Linked DNA regions of Gossypium raimondii: region 1 is linked to region 2. The links are chromatin contacts, called in public Hi-C maps. All regions are on one chromosome and are shown on one strand. Each heading gives the region's core, a stretch centred on a gene start, on an enhancer-like site or on the middle of the called end of the contact. The rest is flanking DNA. Distances are from core to core; before and after follow the strand shown. Region 1 holds the start of LOC105788167 (hypothetical protein). Region 2 holds the start of LOC105788172 (hypothetical protein).

Evidence for each region. Hi-C and Micro-C count contacts between places; a contact is called where the count stands out from the background.
Region 1: a contact with region 2 is called in a Hi-C map of leaf, with 4 times the contacts expected there. The contact joins the promoter of LOC105788167 here to the promoter of LOC105788172 in region 2. A contact is called at or near these places in 2 of 2 Hi-C or Micro-C datasets (both in leaf).

The regions. Positions count from the first base shown.
Region 1 is chr2:30,491,884-30,494,791 of ASM2569854v1, reverse strand. LOC105788167 (hypothetical protein) reads right to left here and starts at 1,573. Exons shown (of 11, transcript XM_012614923.2): 1 at 1,287-1,573; 2 at 1,042-1,194; 3 at 713-766; 4 at 515-541; 5 at 1-79. The coding sequence starts at 1,421.
Region 2 is chr2:30,272,563-30,275,462 of ASM2569854v1, reverse strand. LOC105788172 (hypothetical protein) reads right to left here and starts at 1,533. Exons shown (of 8, transcript XM_012614929.2): 1 at 1,080-1,533; 2 at 849-992; 3 at 1-27. The coding sequence starts at 1,256.

The DNA.
Region 1 (2,908 bases), core at 324-2,823, 220 kb before region 2:
AAGTTTGAAAGTTGGCGGTCACAGTTGCTGAACCTTGATGATCTCCCACATACTTCTGCGCCAGAAACCATTCTTCCATCTGCAATGAAGAATAAAGTTCAACACTAGGGGTGTAAATGAGCCACTAGTGCTTGTAAGTTACTCAAGTTCAACTCGAAAAAAATTTGAATTCGATTTGGTAATTATTGAGTTGAGCTCAAGCAACTCGAGCTATCTATCGAGCCGAACACGAGTTTAGTAATACTTGACTCAAACGCCTCGCGAGCCTTATCAAACTTTTCATATTTTTATATTACTAAATTACATTGTTGCCCTTAATATATATTATTAACCCTAAGCTTAATTATTGAGCTGAGCTTGAATATAAAAATTGGTAAACGAGCTTAAAAATAGATGTTCAATTGAGCTCAAACTTGACAGTATTCAGGCTTGACTCGGCTCGATTACACCCCTATTCATCACTCAACTAATGTATCAGAAACTCAGAATTATTAAATACAAATAATTGGCATACCTCCTTAAAAGAAGTAAAGTTAAGCCCCTGCAATTGAAGAGACATGAATTACTCATCCGATTAGAAGATAACATGGATTTAACCAAGTGTTGGGTACTGAGTAAAAAGCATAATAAATATATTGTTATAAAAATATATAAGCAAGAGATCTTTAGTAAGAAAAGAGAGAAACGGTTAATACTATACAAATTTCCGTACCAAGTGTGCCATTATATGAACGACGGTTTGCTCCATCAATTCCATGCTTGCTTTCTGAGAAAACACAATTATCATATAAATGCTTAGGGAAGAAGCACAATTCTTTATTTCCACTTTAACCCTAGGTTTCCCGTGTTCCACTGAAACTATGTGATTTAAGAATCAAGACCAAACATGTTGCAAAATACTCTTAATTATAATCATCAAATATTAGTATATACAAAACCAAGCATGCGATTCAAACTAATTTATGATTGTTTAAGCTAATTAGTACTATTGACATGACACCATATTAGTGTAAAAGGAGAGAGAAATGGGCAGTGCAGAACCTGTGCCTCAAGAGTTGCCCTATGTTGTTGGATCTCATTTTCCTTATCTCCAAGTTCTGATCTGCATCGCTCCAGCTCATTCTTGTTCTCGGCCAACTCTTGAAGCTTTTCGTGATAATCTATTTCGACGAGTTGAAGCTCCTCAAACATCCACTTTAGTCATGAAAACACAAGGCAAGGATTGAATGAAGACATATATAAACAAAGGAAAAAAAATCGATGATGGTTTAAGGAATCACTCTTACGTTTTTTATCTCTCGATACAGTTTATGCCTTTCAGGATCGGTACGAGGTCGTTTGGAATGGCTTCCAGCTTCAGCACCGCCACCTGTACCCTGCATCTTTGCTCGATGCTGTTTTTTTCCCTTTTGCTCTTCCATTTTGAGGTTTTGAAGAAAAGAAACTGATTATCATCCTCAAGAAAGAAAAAGGAATTCGAAGAAGTAGTCTAGATCTCCATTTCGCGAGCGTTTCCATCGCGCGAGCGTTCAATTGGAATTCATATTCACATTGTCTAAAATACTCAGGTATCTCACTTTCTTTTTCAGATATTTACTGTTTAGGATAAAGAATATTCAGGACATAAAAATATTTTTACCCAAAATATTTAACATTTTTAAAAATAAAGCTAAATATAGTGCTTTCTTCTCACCAATAGCTTAATTCGCTTCTTTTCCAACTATCCTCTAAAATTATTTTCTTTTCAGCCAACTTATCAGTTTCTTTTTAATGATTTTATTTTTATTTTTCCTTCTTATTTTTAACTTTTTTCAGTTAATTTAGTTTTACTTTTTGAGTTAATTGCACTAACTATACTCAAATTATGATCCTCATTCTAAATTAATCCCTAAACTTCAAAATAATCTAATTATATCTCCAAACTATTGATGTTCGATCAATCAAGTCTTTTATTATTAAAATAATAATTTAATCGTTAAATAACACGCCAAATCTTATATGGAAAAATTTAACATAAAATTAAAAAAAGAGAGCAAAATGTTGTTACATAGCTTTTAAAAATAAAAACTAAAATAAAAATAAAACCAAAAGAAAAAAATAAACAATAAAGTTTTCGTAAAAGCTTTGAAAGCCTAAAACTAATATTTTTACAACATCCATTTTCACAATATTGGTTTTCTTTACAATTTTCATTTTAAATTATGTCACATGATATAGGAACTCTAATCTAACAATTAAATTAACATTTTAAATAACAGAAGAAGAACCTTATTGATATAACTTTGATAGTTTGGGGATGTTTGGTGTAATTAACTCTAACTTTTTTATAATAATTTTGTCATACTTCTATCCGATTGGGACACATGGCAATATGAGAATCAACTTGAGAGACACCCGTAAGTGACCTTCTGCCTTGTACCATTCGGATTGTCACTTAGTAATCGACTACCCGCGTGCCTCGTATCCCCCACGAGAGGGATGGTTTATCCTTGACTACCCGGTTGGACCCTCTGTTGGCTCTCGGCCCTGACAAGGGTGAATTTGCCTTCCTTCACACCATCCCCTCTCTACTTTCTTCACCCATGATATCAACAAATGCTGTGGTGAGCGTAGATTGAACGCACAACCTTTATATCTCATTCCACCATTGTCGTCACCACTGCCTAGGCCTCTCTAGTTACAAACAATCACAACAATAACAACAATAAGAAAAAAGCCACTCAATATTGTTTTTCACTCTCTTTTCGATGCTCTTTCTCTTTTTTGAGGTGAAACCAAGAGGGTGGCCGAGCTGTAAGTAGAGTGTATTGATGGAGCATAAGGGTAACAAAAATCACCTCTCTGCTCCACATGATCCCATGATGGGTGTCGAATCCACCAGAAGTAATATTTCTATGCCTAAACAGTA
Region 2 (2,900 bases), core at 284-2,783:
CTTTTCCAAAGAAGTAAGCATTTGCCCCTGCAATTGAAGAGAAATGAATTATAAACTTTATCTAACATAAGAGAATACTACCTCAACCAAACAAATGGTGAGAACAAACCCTCCCCAACATGAAAAGAGACGACAAAACCTATTTCGGTACAAAAAGAGCATCCGAAAAGCTGTAATACATTTCCAATTCAGCTGGACGAAGAGACACCGTCCATGAAATTACAATAATAATTACAATCAATGCATTTGACTATAGATACAAACATGATCAATTATTACAATGAACTATCTGACTGATAACTAATAACTAATATATAGATATGTATGAACAAATCCACAAAATAAATTAGAATAAATATAGAGAAAACTACATCCAGTGACACTTAAACAAGGGATCTAAAATTCCCTAATTTCCTTTCTACTACTAAGTTATGGCCTTATCATAGAAAAGAAATAAACAGTGATAAATCTTTGAATAAAAGATACATAAACTTAACCAAATGTTGAGTACTAACTACTAAGTAAAATGGCAATAAACATAAATTATAGAAGTTTACAAGAAACAGTTTTCTAAACAAGTATTTTTTTTTTTTAAAAACAAAGATTTATATAATACAAATTTCCGTACATCAACTTTCCATCCAGTGGGATTCCCCTCAATTGTTCCTCGTTTGCTGTTTGTAAAAAAGCAATTATGATTTCACAAAAATAAGATTAAAAAACAGTCCTATAAATGGGTATTCTAGGAGATTTCAAGGTTTCTCATGTGATTCAAACAAATTTATGATAGTTTAAGCTAATTATTATTGAAATGAAACTAAAAGGAGAGAGGAATGCGAGTGCAGAACCTGTGCCTCAAGCTTTCTCTTAAGTTGTTGGATCTCATTTCCCATAACCCCAATTTTAGACTTGTATTCCTCTAGCTCCATTTTCGTCTTCTGGTGTTCATCCTTCAACTTTGGGATCTCTTGTTCCTTCTCCTCACGCCTCATCTTTAGTTATAGAAACACCAAAGCAAAAATTAATTAATTAATTAAAGACATAAATAAACGAAGGGGAAAAGTTGACGATCACTGTACTTTAATTTTCAGTCGATATCGTTTACAGCTCTCGTTATGTTTATCCATCTGAGCTCGCGTTTTCAGAGATTTGGTACACCCTCGTTTGGGTTGGATTCCGGTCTCAGCCTCCACCGCCGCTTCAGCGCCACCAGTACCCTCCATTTCTGGAGGAGGCTGCTGCTTTCTTTTCACCATCAAACTAGATTACAAGAATAAAGCTGCCTCTCTACTTGATTACCCGAAATTTGTACTACACACTACTTTCCATTCCAAACAATTGATTGAATCTTTCAAAAAACTTGCTTAGGGAATGGAACAAAGATTCAAAAAAAACAAACGACGACTTCAAGTCAACGCCTCTAGATAAGAACAAAACGAAGAAAAAGTGATGAAAAGGTGAGAACCGTCCATTTCTGATAAACCTCCGAAAGGCTAAACCGACGGTGAAGAAAAGAAACTCATCATCTCAAATTTTGAAGAGACACTGACTATTCATAGAATTCTGTTTTGATCTAATTGTACTCAGTCCCTGTACTCTTTGTTCATTTGAACTTTAATCCCTTTACTTTCTAATATTAAGAATTTAATCCTTTTATTTTTTGTTTAATAATATGTTTTTTGAAGTTGCATTTAAGATCAATCATAACATATGCAGAAATTCGAACTTAAGCATTCAAAATTTCAAAGCCTCGACTTTAGCAACACAACCAACGGTTTATTAGATTACGCGACTTTTTTATATGTGTAATATAAGCCTTGTGATCAAATTTTATATTTTAAAGATAGACACATGATTCAATTTAACAGAATTCTTCTTACGGTGTCATTAATTCAACTTTGATTCTTAAATTAAAAGAATAGAAAAACTAAAATACTAAAATTCAAATATACAAAATATAGAGACCACAAACACAATTAAACCTTTTTTTCTTCGCAACTTTTTCATCTGCTCGCGCGAAAATTTCTCTCGTTTATTACTTGCAGGTAGTTTAATTTTTATTTAAAAATAAAAAATATGGATATAATAATATTTAAATTTTTTACCATTAAATTTTAAATTTCATACTTAATCAAAGTTTTCTTTTTCTAATATTTATACTTTTTTAATTTTAATATGCATTTACACTATTATTTAAGTCCATGATCGAGTTAGTGTCACCAATCAACCGAACACCAACTCGGTTAGAGAATTTACTTTGATGCCTTTCCATATTTAAAATAAATTTTATTATCCGAGAGTACTTTATCTTTTTTATTTTTTCTAAAAGAATCAAAAAAATTTGCATATAATAGAATTTAAACTCGTGACAATTGAATTAGTAAAACTTAAAATTTCCCACTCATCCAAAATTTTATTTTATTATTCGTGGTCTCCACACGCATTCGTGTGAGATAGAATTTTAATATTTATTAAAATTAAAAATAATATATATTAACCGATCGATTAAGTTAGTATCACTCGAACTAGGTTCCAACTCAATTAAAAGATTATCAAAACTCATGTATTTTATAAAATAACAAATATTATTTTGAGAACATTTGTGTCATTTTGTATTTTGATAAATCTCAAAATATTATATATATAGAATGGCGAGATTATGAAATTTGAACCAATGACATTATAAGTTTCACTATTTCAATTTTATCATTTCAACTAGCCACATTTAATTTTTAAAATAATTTTTTGAATCAAAATAAAATGCAATCAATCCATATTCTTTTGAATATTATAATAATAAAATATTAATTAAATTAAAACTCAATTTTTAAAAAATTACTGCATGAATAGCTACATCTCTAATTTTACATGGCAAATCAAAATAATTATTTTAAATTAAC